Regions from separate parts of the Mus musculus genome. Here region 1 is linked to region 2. The links are chromatin contacts, called in public targeted proximity ligation maps. All regions are on one chromosome and are shown on one strand. The core of a region is the stretch at or near the end of the contact, and the rest is flanking DNA. Distances in the headings are between cores, read along the strand shown. Region 1 has its middle 11 kb from the start of Ccdc88b. Region 2 has its middle 100 kb from the start of Gm32245.

The links.
Region 1: a targeted proximity ligation map of bone marrow-derived dendritic cells shows a contact between it and region 2, with 5 times the contacts expected there. A contact is called at or near these places in 3 of 484 Hi-C or Micro-C datasets (bone marrow-derived macrophages, embryonic stem cells and nephron progenitors), 12 of 130 datasets of targeted methods (the HPC-7 cell line, bone marrow-derived dendritic cells, bone marrow-derived macrophages and 6 more) and 1 of 9 other capture datasets (adipose tissue).

The regions. Positions count from the first base shown.
Region 1 is chr19:6,865,164-6,873,032 of GRCm38.p6, reverse strand. No RefSeq gene overlaps it. Among named protein-coding and RNA genes, the nearest start is that of Ccdc88b, 11 kb to the right of the region's middle.
Region 2 is chr19:6,663,691-6,670,953 of GRCm38.p6, reverse strand. No RefSeq gene overlaps it. Among named protein-coding and RNA genes, the nearest start is that of Gm32245, 100 kb to the right of the region's middle.

The DNA of each region.
Region 1 (7,869 bases), core at 2,178-4,677, 200 kb before region 2:
TGATGATTCTGCTTTCACTTCCCAAGTCTGGGATCATCAGAGCATGTGCCACCAGTCCCTGGTATATGCGGTGCTGGGACTTGAACCTAGACCATCATGCATGCTAGGCAAGTACTCTACCAACTGAGCCGCAGACTCAGCCCATGATTTCAGAGGGTTCTGTCCATTGTGTTGGGGGAATGCATGGTGGAGAAGCTGGATTCACATCATGGCAAAACAGGAAGCAGAGAGCAAGACAGGAAGCAGTCAAAATAATGCACACTCAGGACCTTCCCCTCTTCCCCTCGAGATCTTTTGTTAGCTGACAGGGTCCAGTTTCTTATTGTTTTCAGAACCAAAATAGAGCCCCATCTGGGATCCAAAACGTCAAGCCACAAGCTGTCGGGGGACATTTCAGATTAAAATCTTAGTAGTCAGAGTTGTTTCTTTCTTTCTTTTTTTTAAATTTATTTTTTTGTTTGTTTGTTTAGGGTTTCTCTGTGTGTCCTGGAGCTCACTCTGTAGATCAGGCTGGCCTCAAACTCAGAGGTCTGCCTGCTTCTACCTCCTGAGTGCTGGGATTAAAGGCATGTGCCACCATGCCTGGTAGAGGGGCCTTTTCTTCAGGGCTTTGAAGGTCACAGACAGAGCTTCCAGGGAGAGGCCATTGGAGAAGGCTCAGAAGGAGATGGAGGTCTGTGTCCTAGTGATGCCTAGAGCCTTGGGGAGAGTCAGGGAAGGTGCCCTAGAAGTGAGACTTTGGGGAGAACAGGAAGGAAGGTCTGGCTGATTGACAGGTGGTAGGCCTGGGCTGGGCTTCACTCCTTTCAGATGCAGCTGCAGCTGGCACTGGGTGGCACGCGAGTTGTTGGCACCTGGTAAGCTATGGGCAGAGCACTCACATTCCAGCTGGATCTGGCCTCCTACCTAGGCAGCATGGGTCACTGAGCATTTCTGAACCTGAACAGTTTCTCCCCCAGGTGGCTTGAAGGAGAGTCTCTGTGGAGCTGCCATCCAGCCCTCAAGGCTGTTTCATATTTTGAGTTTCTGAATCTGGGCCATGAACCACCTGAGTAGAGGGTGGGGAAGCACCCAGGCCACATCCCACCAGGGGGGACCCTAGGTCAATCAGCTAGAGAGGAACAGTTTCACTGTGGCTGAGGCTGCCTGGCCACGCCTCTGGCCCCAGTCACAGAGCCCCCCTCCTTCTGGCCTTCCTGTTGGATCATGGCTATGCAGAAATCTCAAAACCAGAAGAGAACTGAAGGCTGCAGCCTTTCCCAGCCTGGCCTTGTTCAGACCTAGTAGTGCGCCCAAGGAGGGCATAGTGGAGTCCACAATCCGTTTGTCTGTCTGATGGTCTCAGCTTCTTGCCCTTCTCTTGGGTCCCTCTGCTGGACAGCAATGTGAACTGAGCCCTTTTAAAATCTGCCACCAGTGGGAAGGGTGACACAAGCCTGTGACCCCAGCAATTAGCAACCTGAGGCAGGAGAATCTTGGCTCTGAAGCCAGTCCCAGCTATACAGTGATATCTTGTCCCAGACCAAGCCAAACCTGATAGATAACTCGTAGCTTGTTTGGTTGTTTGTTTTGGTTTCATTTTTGCCAGACAGGGTCTCTTCTGTGTAGCCCTGCCTGCCCTGGAGCTCACTCTATAGACCAGGTTGGCCTTGAATTCCCAAAGATCTGACTGCCTCTGCTTCCTGAGTGCTGGGTTAAAGGTGTGCGCCACCACCTTTGTATTTTGAAACAGAGTCTAGAACCTGCTAACTACAAAGCAGAGGCGGGGGTTGAGCTTGACATCATTCTACTTCAGCTTCCCCTGTGGCTGGGATTAGAAGTCTGTGCCACAGATCCCAGAGTTTTTAAAACAGAACTTCATGTAGCCCAGGCTGGCCTTGAAGTCCTTACGTAGATAAGGGTAAGCTTGAACTTCTGATCCTCCTTTTAGCTTTGGTCTTTGCTACATTGTGGGTTCTTTGGTCTTTGCTACATTGTGGGTTCTTTGGTCTTACTACATTGTGGGTTCTCTGGTCTTGCTACATTGTGGGTTCTTTTCCTCCCGCCCTTTATCTCCCACCACCCCGTTTCACTTCCTAACACTAGACAGGAGAGAAAAAAGGATAGAGAGAAGGGAGGAGTTAGGAAAATCCCTGAATCTAATTTCTTTCTTTTTGTTTCTTTCTTGACCATGACTATTAACAAGCTACAACCAACTTCCCTAAAATGACCACTAACCAGCAACCCACCTACGGGGACCCTAGCATTTATGTAACTTCTGAAAAGTCCCCAGAATTGTAGATATCACACAGTCACAGAAATTATCTGCTGGCAAAACTATGCTTCTGCTAGAGCACGAGGCAAATCATAATCAGCTATTGTGGACAGTTGAAGCATGCAGAGAGCTCTTGGTGCTGCTTCAAGGATATTGGCAAGAATATTTGACATTGGCTTAGGACAAGAAAGTGGGCTCAAGATAAATACAGCTGAGGAAAGTGTTCCTTTTATCTTGATCATCTCAAAAGTCTGGATACAATGATTGCGGGACTTTTGTTTATACCTTGTTTTTCCTTGACCAAGAACTGACCCTTTGTTTTGCATGTACTTAAGAGTGATATAAAAGCAGCTTGGGAAAAAATAAACCTGCTTTGGTGCTTGTTAGAGTTATACTATCATCGTGTCTAACTGTCTTTTCTTTCTTTAATCCTCGATCCCTCCCTGGAGACCTTGTTGACTGACTGAGTGGGCCGGGTCAGGTGGTTACCACAATGTGAGGGCTCAGTGAAGGACATCTCAGGAATTGGAAGCCAGTGCATAAGAAAATAAAGAAAATCTGGGCCAGTGGTGAGTAAACCCTGTGTAAGATGGGCAGGGTAATAGAATGCTTTTTGTACATATGCTCAGAGGCTAAAATCTAGAGGAGTGAAAATAAGTCAAAAACAGCTTACCCAGTTTCTGCTTTTTATAGAAATTTGTCCCTGGAGAGGCCCATTGGACACGCAGACTTTATGTGCCCCAGTACAGGGGAACGCCAGGGCCAAGAAGGGGGAGTGGGTGGGTAGGGGAGTGGGGGTGGGTGGGTATGGGGGACTTTTGGTATAGCATTGGAAGTGTAAATGAGCTAAATACCTAATAAAAAATGGAAAAAAAATAAATAAAAACTCAGAACTAAAAAAAAAAAAAAAAAAAAAGAAATTTGTCCCTGGTTCCCTGAGGAAGATATGATAAATTTACAGACATGGAAGAAAGCAGGAGAGAGGATGACAGGGTACTTACTATCCAACACATGGTCCTGAAAAAATTCCCATAGACAGAGAGAGTTTAGACGTGAGAGGGAGAAGTGGGTTTCAGTCACCCCCCTCCCGGAAGTGTTTCACGCTTTGGTGAAAGAGAAGGAAAGTGAAAGTAAGCTGTTCCCAGCGCTCTCCTAGGGTCAAGAGGAGGTCAGGAGACGTCCTGCCTGCTTCCTCTCTGCCTAGTCCTCTGGCTTCCTCTCTGCCTAGTCCTCTGGCTTCCTCTCTGCCTAGTCCTGGTTCTGGGTCCCTTTGGTGAGACATCTGGTTCTCTTCCCTCTTTGGCTAATGTCTATCTTTGGAGTGCCAGTCTGTCCATGCCTGTCAGTTTATGTCTGTGGTTTCATTTTGTTTCTTGATTGTTGCTCTGTGTTTCATAAACTTCTCTGTGAGGAAGCTGTTTCTCCTACAAAAATCTGACTGTGACTATTGGGTTTAGAAGGTGACAAGGTGTTCCTCTCTTGAAATTACAGCTAGAACTGGGTAGTGGTGGCACATGCCTTTAATCCCAGCACTTGGGAGGCAGAGGCAGGCGGATTTTTGAGTTCGAGGCCAGCCTAGTCTACAGAGTAAGTTCCAGGACAGTCAGGGCTACACAGAGAAACCATGTCTTGAAACAACAACAACAAAAGAAATTACAGCTAGAAAAAAAACTAAGAAAATTCTGTCTGTCTAACCTAAATATGTAAATATGGGTAGCTGCTACATGTTTTTTTTCTGACTGGTCCTAAATGTATAAATATGTTCTGCATGTGGTTACAGATTATTGGCTTATAAGTTATTGGGTATGGTTAAAATTTTGTAACATTGGCAACAGAAAGTTGGCTTAAAACTGGGAACTCAGGCTGGAGAGATGGCTCAGCGGTTAGAGTACCAACTGCTCTTCTGAAGGTCCTGAGTTCAAATCCCAGCAACCACATGGTGGCTCATAACCATCGTAATGAGATCTGATGCCCTCTTCTGGTGTGTCTGAAGACAGCTACAGTGTACTTACATATAACAATAAATTTCCTTAAAAAAAAAAAAGGAACAGTGTTTCTACTGGGGAAGGTCGTCAATAAATTAAAAACAAAACAACCCCCCCCCCCAAAAAAAAAACCTGGAAACTCAGGGTTGGAGTCATTTTGGGCAACAGAACACATGGCATGAGCCAACCCAGGGAAATATGTCTCTAAATTGGGATAATATGTAATTTCTTTTTTTAAATTGGGTATTTATTTCATTTACATTTCCAATGCTATCCCAAAAGTCCCCCACACGCTCCCCCACCCAATATGTAATTTCTGTCCTAGAAACCGGACTTATAAAAGATAGAATTTAAAACAATGTTTCTTTAATGAGGTATTAGAAGTTGCACTGTCATGCATTCATATACAAGAACTGGCACCAAACTTTGTAACATGAAAATAATGCACTTGGTATTGATTTTAGAGAGACTCGATTGTTTACACTGTTAAAAATTGGTTTTGTCTTCCAAAATTATGGTTATGCTCTGATATTGCAAAAGAAACTTTTAAAAATTATTGTTAAATATATATAAAGCTAATGGAACATTGGCAGTTTACAATTCAATCCCAAGCATTTTAATTCCCCTTCGGTTGTCTTCTTAATATGAACTTAAAGATACTTCCCACCATGCTAAAACCATCTCTGTTCAATCTGTAGATCCAGCCTTCTGGATCAAGCAAAAAATGTTCTGTGCCTTGTAATCCAAACCAATAGTTTTTACTAGGTCTCAGAGTCATGAGTCTACTCCTGTTGTCTACCAGACCCCTGTTTACTATATTTCTAACTCACATGTCTTCAAGGACAGAGAGACCACAGAGCTCTAAAAAATCAGTTACATAAAACAGAATTTATTTTGACCTTGGATGCTAAGGAAATCTCTGCTGCTGAGTGTTTATGGCACCTTACAACTCGGCATACTTATGTCTAGGTGAAATGGAAGGATCCACTTACCGGCATATGGCATGGTCCCCATTGGGGATTAACATGAAGAAGAGGGCATGTTAGTGTTTTTTCGAAGGATGCTGAAGGAGCTCGGTGGCTGCCAAAGCAATTGGTGAGACAAGCTGACGCTGGGACAAAGAATGATGCTGACTGTGAGCTTGCTGAGTGCCCTGACAGTGGTGACAGGGAAACTGTATTGGGCATATGTTCCTGACCCACCTTTGCTTGCCTATATCCCAGACTAGACGAGCTGCCTTGCCTCAAGCTTTTAGACTTCGTGGGACAGAGAATGTGGAGACTGTGGAAACTGCCTTCAAAAAAATTAATCAAATAGAGAGGTTAGAATGACCCTTCTCTTTCCTTTGATGTGTTCAGTTATTCTGACTCAATCACGGACTGGTCTGGAAATCAATTCAATATTCGAAAAAAGGAAAAGACGGTGGGTATTTGGAGGGCTGATTCTAGACATTTTCAAAGGCATATTTGAAAATTGACAGTTGCCTTGTATGATATTATGTTTGCTGTGGGTAAAAATGGAACAGGTTCTGGGGTTAAGATAAATGTGACATTCTGCTTTGTCCCACCTAATGGGAATGTTACCTTTGTTATTGGCTCTGAAAATGAGTTCAATGTTTCTTGTTTTGTTTTGTTTTTAAAGATTTATTTATTTTATGTATATGAGTACGCACTGTAGTTGTACAGATGTTTGTGAGCCTTCATGTGATTGTTGGGAATTGAACTTAGAACCTCTGCTTGCTCTGGCCAACCCCACTTGCTCCAGCCCAAAGATTTATTTATTATTATAAGTTCACTGTAGCTGTCTTCAAACGCACCAGAAGAGGGCATCAGATCTCATTATGGGTGGTTGTGAGCCACCATGTGGTTGCTGGGATTTGAACTCAGTAGCTTTGGAAGAGCAGTCAGTGCTCTTACCCACTGAACCATCTCACCAGCCCAATATTTCTTGTTTTAATTGTTTTTTGCCCAATCGTGTTTCTGTGCTGTACAATGGTCTATCTGTAATGGTAGCACATCAACCAGCTTCTGTCATGATTCCTGTAAATTTATCTGAACCTTGGTGTTCTGAAAAAGGTTTACAAATATAAGAAGAAGTGAGTCAGGTTTTAAGTAGAAGCAAGAGGGTAATTGATGTGTTTATAAAAAGATAAAGAGGGGGGGATATGTTTTGGTGGATGTGTGGTGAGGTGTTAGGGAAGGGGATTCCTCGGCAGGCCCATAATGAGGCATCCCTTCCCCCTGAGAGACCAGCCAGAGAAGGAATGGTATAGAAAAGAGTTTATTCAGAGTATGGGGAGGGGAGTTGAGAGGGTAGTAGAGGCAGAGAAAGGGAGAGAGAGAGAGAGAGAGAGAGAGAGAGAGAGAGAGAGAGAGAGAGAGAAGAGAAGAGAAGAGAAGAGAAGAGAAGAGAAGAGAAGAGAAGAGAAGAGAAGAGAAGAGAAGAGAAGAGAAGAGAAGAGAAGAGAAGAGAAGTAGAGGCGCAGGAAGGCAAGAGCAAGAGAGAGGGAGGAGGGGGCAAGCAGCCCCTTTTATAGAGAGTCAGGCACACCTGGCTGTTGCCAGGGAACTGTGGGACAGAGCTTAGACAAAATGCTAACAGTATTGGGTTTGATTGTTACCGGGAGGCAGCTTTGATTACATAACAATAATCACTAGCACCACTGCTTCTGCAATTGTTTTGAGGCAAGAAGTTAAGACAGCCCATTTTGTTAATCACTTAGCAAAAAAATGTTACTAATACTCTTAGTATTTAGATAGGATTTTGGAGAAACAAATTGATGCTTTTTTCTTAAGATTTATTATTATATCTAAGTACACTGTAGCTGTCTTCAGACACACCAGAAGAGGGAGGGCGTCAGATCTTATTAAGGATGGTTGTGAGCCACCATGTGGTTGCTGGGATTTGAACTTATGACCCTTGGAAGAGCAGTCAGTGCTCTTACCCACTGAGCCACCTCTCCAGCCCAAACTGATGCTTTTTATGATACTATTCAAATTATTGGAGAGGAGGTTCAGAATTTCAGAGTAAGAAGCCATCTCGAGTATCATGCTAAATACCAATGGATTTATGTTACTTCTAAAATTTATAATGACAGTCACTATAAATGGGAGAAAATTCAAAGACACTTGCAGGGTATTTGACATAATTCTAACACCTCTCTCCTCTCTGGATTTTTGTTTTTGTTTTTGTTTTGTTTTTTTTGTTTTTGTTTTGCTTTTTTTTTTTTTTTTTTTTTTTGAGACAGGGTTTCTCTGTGTAGCCCTGGCTGTCCTGGAGCTCACTCTATAGACCAGGCTGGCCTTGAATTCAGAGATCCACCTGCCTCTGCCTCCCAAGTGCTGGGATTAAAGGCATGTGCCACCACTGCCCGGCTCTCTCTGGATGTTTTAACGTTGCATACAGAGATTATGAATTTGAAGAATGCTGCTCCACTGATTTTTGATGCTGTGGATATATATATATATATTTTTAATTTTTAATTTTTTTTTATTTTTTGGGTTTTTCGAGACAGGGTTTCTCTGTATCGTCCTGGCTGTCCTGGAGCTCACTCTGTAGACCAGGCTGGCTTCAAACTCAGAAATCCACCTTCCTCTGCCTCCCAAGTGCTGGGATTAAAGGTGTGTGCCA
Region 2 (7,263 bases), core at 4,269-6,768:
TTGAGAACCACTGGCCTGGACTAAGTGTGTTTTCTGTCTTCTATCTTGAAGGATGCTGTTTAGCACAGACAAGTGTCTTTACTGCCATGTGTGGTAGCAGGTAGAGTCACCCCTGGGACTGTGGCTCCCCAGCTCTCTCCAGTGGCGTCCTGCTGGGAGCCACTGGAAACCAGCCATTTGGGAGCATTCAAACCATGCGTGCCTGCACACCATGAGCACCGCACATCAGAGCTTCCTTCCCTCCTAGAACAGCACACCAGCCCAGCCCTGGCCCCTCCCACTGACTGAGAGGCCACCCTATGAGGACCAGAGTGGACAGAGGAGTAAATGACGCTGATGCCTAGGGAGACAGAGTGAACAACGGCAAGAGTGCAGCACAGGTGTGGCGACTCACACCTGCAATCCCAGAACTCTGGAGCTTGAGGCAGGAGGGGCGGAGTTTTAAGGTCATCCTCATTTGCATAGCAAAATGGGACCAGCTTGCTTATGTGAAACCGTGGAGTATGTGTGTTGTGTGTGTGTGTGTGTGTGTGTGCGTGTGTGTGTTTATTTGCAGGCTTGCTTTTGAGGCTAGCTTAGGCTTGTGGTCATTCTCCTGCTCCAGCTTCATGAGGTTGGAGTTAGTGGCTAAGAGCTATGTAGCCTTGCTTATGCCGAATCTCCCTGCTTTTTAGTTCTATCTTCCCATTTTCTGGGGAGCATAAACGGTAAACGGTACAGCTTGGCAGAAGGGGTGGAGTATCAGAAGCGTTCACGTTGGTAAGGGCCTTCCATCCCCTGCCCTTGTAGACTGTGAGGGCTTACGTTTGTCACAGAGCAAAGCTCTCTAGTTTGTGTTACTGGTAAGTCCTTCCTCCTCGCCCCTTCCTTCCATGGAACCAGCTTGCAAGAGAGCTGCTATTTCTGTCTCAGTCAGGAAGCTGAGGGCTCAGCCACCACCACCCCAGATGCTGGCCCAGGCACTAACCCTGCTGCATGCAGGTGTCATGACAGCCATTTTCTCATGTGCTTGCTCTCGGGCTACACCCCACCCACCGTGATGCACTCCTGAGGATGCTCAATGCTGCACCTTGACCTTGTTTAAACTTCCAATTCTTTCCTGGTAGGATGAATATATGAAAATATATAAGTATATTTAGGATGAATATACTAAAACAGACTCATATTTATTTTGTGTACGTGCACCATGGGGTCAGAAGACCACTTTGGGAGTCAGTTCTCTCCTTTCACCATGGAGGTCTGAGGTTTGAACTCAGGTCATCAAGCTTGGTTGCAGGTCCCTTTACCCACTAAGCCATATTGCTGCTCCCAGGATAACATCAAACCCCTGATGTATTTCTCAGCACCTCTGTCTACACCACCTCAAGAGAAAAAAGCGTGGGGACACATTCACCTCCCCTCTCTCACCCTCTGCCCCTTGACATCGTTGTGTATCTACTGCGCCATCCGTTCGTTCCCAGGACCCTGAAGGACCCCCTGCGTTTTGAGCATCTCCTGTAACATCTCAGGGGTGCTATTCTCCCTGCAGCGTAACTGTGCCCCTGCTTTGTCACCACACTGTGGCTGGGTCTTGCTCTCCCCACCTTAAGCTCTTTTCAGTGTTCCACTTGGGTCTGATTTTGAACTTGTAAATGTTTTCTGCTCTGTTTCCCTTCTGGATCTGCTGCTCTCTAACTCCCTCCCTGTTCCCTTCCAAGGTTGCAAATACGCAAATAAGATAGGCAGCTCCAGGGCCAGGTGCTTCAACCTCCAAGCTCTGCAGACTTGTCTCACCCGGGTCTCCACTGCCCATCCAGCCCTAGGCTACACGTGTTCTTTCTTTGTATCCTTCCATCCTTGCCTGGGGCCTTTTAAGATCCCCAGACTCCTGCTGTTCTTCTGAGCTAGTATTTCTTTTGCGTGCACACTCCTGGAATTACAGGCTGAGCATGCCCACTCCCTTCTTTTCTATGTGGGTTTGAACTCATACTTGTGTGACAAGCACTTACCCACTGATCTGTTCCCAGCCCCCACTCTAGGGTTTCCTAAGTTACTGTATCTCTCCTCACTCATTCTTCTCTCCCTTTAGAAACTGGCCTGCTCCCAAGGTTGGTCCTGGCAGATCCAGCCTCGAGTCTCTGTTGAAGTTTGCCCTTCTCTCTCGTCTTGCTCTCCACTCCATTTCCTCTTTCCAAATGCAGATTTCAGAGTAGCCACTGTCTCTTCACTTCCTCTATTGAGTTTGAAATTCTGGAATGTGTGTTTTGAGTTCCCCAAAGCCTTTCTGTGGGCTGTGTGTGTCCTCCATCAGAGAGGCCTCTGTCCTCACACTAAGAGCAAGGGACCCTGGTCCCCTGGATTGTTGCTTTTCTTCCCCTGAACAGTGACAAGAATCTCATGGTTAGTTCACTCTGTAGCTATCAGAAGACAAGGGCTGGTGGCATCCTGTCTGGCCAGACTGGGGACCCTTCACAGAGATGCCCGGGAGGGCAGTTCATACTCTTGCAGCTGGCTTTTGGCCAAAGCTATACAAACTCCAGAGAGGGGCTGACCCGCTAGCACCCATGTCAACTGTGAAGACATTGGTACAAAGGAACTGTCTGGTGACAGCAATGAAAATCCTTACTCTCAGAGTGTAAGAGTTGGATGAGTCCTCTGCATGGAAGGAAGGGACCAATGGGGCCTTGTTGCCAGGCAGTGCTCAGTTCTTGCTTTAATTACACTCATTTTCTTCCCTATGGCATGACTGAAAGACATTTCCCAGCTCTCTCTGCAGCTGAGAGGGTCATGTGACCATGGGGCCTGATCTGACCAGGTGCCACTCACGCTGCTTTTCTGGTCGTAGCGATTCAGGCCTCATTTGAGGGTGGCAGAGCTCCAGGATGGAAGGACCTGGGCCTGCCGATGAGATGGAGCACCTCAGGCTGGACACCAACCAGAATGTCTATGTTGGGCTTGCTAGGATAGCCTGTGTTAAGCTATAGAGATCTGGGGTGTGTTTGTTACAGCAGCTGACCTATGCTGACTAGCACTGTGTTAAGCTATAGAGGTCTGGGGTGTGTTTGTTACAGCAGCTGACCTATGCTGACTAGCACTGTGTTAAGCTATAGAGGTCTGGGGTGTGTTTGTTACAGCAGCTGACCTATGCTGACTAGCACTGTGTTAAGCTATAGAGGTCTGGGGTGTGTTTGTTACAGCAGCTGACCTATGCTGACTAGCACTGTGTTAAGCTATAGAGGTCTGGGGTGTGTTTGTTACAGCAGCTGACCTATGCTGACTAGCACTGTGTTAAGCTATAGAGGTCTGGGGTGTGTTTGTTACAGCAGCTGACCTATGCTGACTAGCACAGACACGCTTCCTGGAGTGCCTTCTCCCATCCTACCTTTCCCCTTCTCTTCCCATCCCCCCAGCTCATTGGCTGGATTGCATCTTTGCCAAGTCTGTGCAAGTGGGTTTGATACCTAAACAGTGTCAAGGTTCTGCTAGCAACGAAGAAGGTGGGCGTTGATTTGGGGAGGCATCCGCCAACAGCGGCTAGTGTTAGTGAGGGGACACAGTTCTTTGTTGTTGTGGTTTTTGTCTTTTTTTTTTTTTTAATGTTTATTGTTACCTCCACACACTGTGACCTGCTGACCCATCTTGCTGACCCTGATCTTAGACTCTTGCGATGCCAAATGGAGCACCGTTTCGTTGATTTGTCTTTTCAGATATGCTTAGAGCTTCTGTGTACAAAATTATAAAAACCACAGGGCAGCAAGATGGCTCATCCAGTAAAGATGCCAGCCTCCAAGCCCAACGACCCCAGTTTGATCCCTGGGACCCACATAGTAGTGAGAGCTGACTCCTGAGGGTTGCTTCTGATTTCCGCATGTGTACTGTGGAGGGTCCCGGGGTGGTCCCTGCAGCTGGAGTTACAGGCAGTTGTGAGCTGCTCGGCATGGGTGTTAGCAGCTGACCTCAGGTCTCCTGGAAGAGCAGTGCGTGCTCTCAACTGCTGGGCCATCTCTCCAGCCCCAGGTTGGTCTGGTATTCACTATGGAGACCAGGCTGACCTTGATATGGTGGCAATCCTGTCTCAGACTTCTGTGAGTGTTGGGATTGCAGGCATTGCTGTCCTGCTTGCCTTTCATGTATCTTAAAAACTTTAAAGTTATTGTTTGATTTAAATATTTATACTTAAATAAATAATAGTTTGTTTGTTTAAAACAGGGCTCGCTTCTTAACCTGGATCTTGTTGTGTAGACCTGGATCTTGCTGTGTAGACCAGGCTGATCTTGAACTTACAGACCATCTGCTTGCCTCAGCCTGGAGGCTGGGATTAAAGGAGCGCTCAGCACACCTTCTCCTTGAATACTTAAACCACACAAAGCTGCCCTTCAGTATCTGCAGAGGGTGCCCTCCCCACAACGGAATCTGCAGATGCTTATTTGCATAAAATGGCATGATATTTGCATATAACCTAGGTGCATCCTCTCTTATAGTTTAAAATGGCTCTAGATTTCTGCTAAGACCCAATACTATGCAAATGCTATGTAAATAGAGAATAGCGGCACAGAGAAGTCTGTTCATATTTAGTACAAATGCTGGGGTTTTTTTTTTTTTTTTAAATAGTTTAGCTCAAACGTTTGCTAAATCCGTGGATTTGGAGCTCGAAGATACTAAGTGTTGCCTGAGCCACTGAGGTAGACTGGTGCATCTTAGAGGTAGGGAGATGAAGAACTTGGGGCCAGCCTAGGCTACAGAAAAGCTTGCCTGGAAAACAAACAACCCCCCAGACAAACAATTTAAACATGACGCCCATGATTAAAATAAAGATAAATCAGCATACTGCTCATGTCTCAGGTTCTACTCTTTTTTTTTTTTTTTTTTTTTGGTTTTTCAAGATAGGGTTTCTCTGTGTAGCCCTGGCTGTCGTGGAACTCACTTTGTAGACCAGGCTGGCCTCGAACTCATAAATCCACCTGCCTCTGCCTCCCAAGTGCTGGGATTAAATAAAGGCGTGTGCCACCACTACCCCAAGTTCCACTCGTATTTTTAACCTTTCCCCTCTGAGACAGAGTCTCATGAAGCCCAGCCCAGCCATGAGTTAACTGAAGACATAGTCTCATGAAGCCCAGCCCAACCATGAGTTAAGTCGCTTCCAGGCTAAGGACGACCTTGAACTTCTGGTTTTCTGCCTTCATCTCCCGAGGACTGGGATTATAGGCCTGTGTCATCATCCTCGACTCATCTTAGTTAGCTAGCTAGTTTACTCATTTTATTTTTTTTTACAGAGGCAGATTGTCACTGTATAGACCAGGCTGGCCTTCAACTCGGGGTGCTAGGATTAAAGGTGTGTGTGTGTGTGTGTGTGTACACGCATGTGCACTGGTGGAAGTCAGAGGACAGTTTGGAGGAGTCGATTCTCCCCTTTAACGTGTGGGTCCTGAGGATAAAAGCTCAGGTCATCAGGCCTCGTTCTGCCTTTACCCCCCGAGGCCCCCCAGCTACGTTTAGAGCTTTTTAATAGCATTTCCCCTTTTTTGTCTTTCTAGTTCCTATTTGTGAAAGCTGTGGTTCCTGCTGCCTGTTCTGGTGTTGTGCAGGGTCCGGCTTCAGCTGGGCCTCCTCTCCTGCTGCCCTGGGGAAGGAGGCTTGATCTCCATCACCTGTGTGGATGTTGGTCCACTTGGCACCTGTAGGCACCTCCACTTCCATCTAGGGTTGTTGTTGTGAACTGTTGTGTTGAGGGAACAACGGCTTGTTCTCCCTCTCCATTGCCTGGGTGCCATTGGCTGGGACCTTCATGTCATAGACCTCAATTCACTGTAATTTTTCCATGTAATTGTGTAGTTGTAATTTTTAAGGTGTCACCAACTTTTCTTTTTTTTTCCTTTTATTTTTTTAACATTTATTTCTTTTGGTTGTGTTCACGTGCTTGTGTAGTACACACCACAGCACGTGTGAGGTGTTCGGAGAAGACTGCCTGCAGAATCATCCTCTCTACCAGGTGGGTCCCTGGAACCAAACTCAGGTCATCAGGCTTCGAAGCAGGTGCCCTTACCAGCTGAGCCATCTTATTGGCCCAGTGACCAACCTTTTCTGTGGAGGGCCAGACAGCACCTGTTTTAGGTTGCTGGTTGTGACTGCCTCTGTGGCAGGTCCTCCGCTGAGCCATGGGAGTGAGAAAGGCAAGGATGGCAAGACACTCAGGGATCCGTGGCGCCCACACAGCGCTGTGTGCAGACCCCCCAGTGCAGGCTTGATCGAGCTTGCTCTTCACAGGGGATGACATGTTCTTCTGTCCCAAGGCACACAATGCCTGGGGCTCCCAACTGCATTTTAACTTGAAAAATACAAAAAAATGAGATCAAACCCCAAAGCCCCGCTAGCTCTAGATACCACCACGCTTTTGGAGAAGTGTATAAATTGAGAAGTGAAAGACTTGGTGGTCTCTTTGTACGCCTTTAACAAGTGTTCCTGGGCAGATGGAGCCACTTCCTCTCACCTTCTCAGAACCAGAGGGCAAGAGCCCAGGGCATGTGTCATCTCCAGCCGTGTAGTGCCTCCATTCTGCCCCACAGATGTGTCTGCACAGGGGAAGGTCAGAGCTCGGACGTCCACCCTCTAGCCAGCTTAGCAGACTCTGGGATCCCTAAAGGGCTGAGAGGTTACATAGACACCCCACTAGCTGGAACCTTCTCAAAGGGGATACTGCTGCTGATGGTGAAGATGACCGTGGCTCCTTTTCTGAAAACCTTTTTACCAGTTTTCTTGTAAATAAACAGACAGAATTTAGAAAAATAAGTGTATATTTATCTGGTGTATGTGTATCTGTATGCGTGCCTGCTCATGCCACAGTGCATATGTGTGGTGGTGGTCAGAGGACAGCTTGCAGGAACCCCAGGATTGAATTCACTGGTTATCAGTCTCTGTGGCACTTTGAATCATCTTATGAGCCTGCAAATGGATTTTTACATGACCCCTTAGCCATGTATGGTGGCACATGCCTGTGGTCCCAGAACTTGGGGTGGGGGTGGGGGGTGGGGGCTAGGAATGGGGCTGAAGGATCAGGAGTTCAAGGCAAGCCATGGCTAAATAAAACCTTGCCTCAGAACAAGTCAACCAACCAACCAACAAAAACCGGATTTAAATGCTCCAGAAGAGAGAGAAAGGGCAGAGACTGACCTCGGCGTGACCTGGGTGTGTCCTGGGTGATTTGCCATTCCCTCGAGTGGCAGGCAGAGGCATCTGGAACAGGTGTCCAGGCATCCCCGGGGAAGCTCCTTGGCCCCTCTTCCCTTT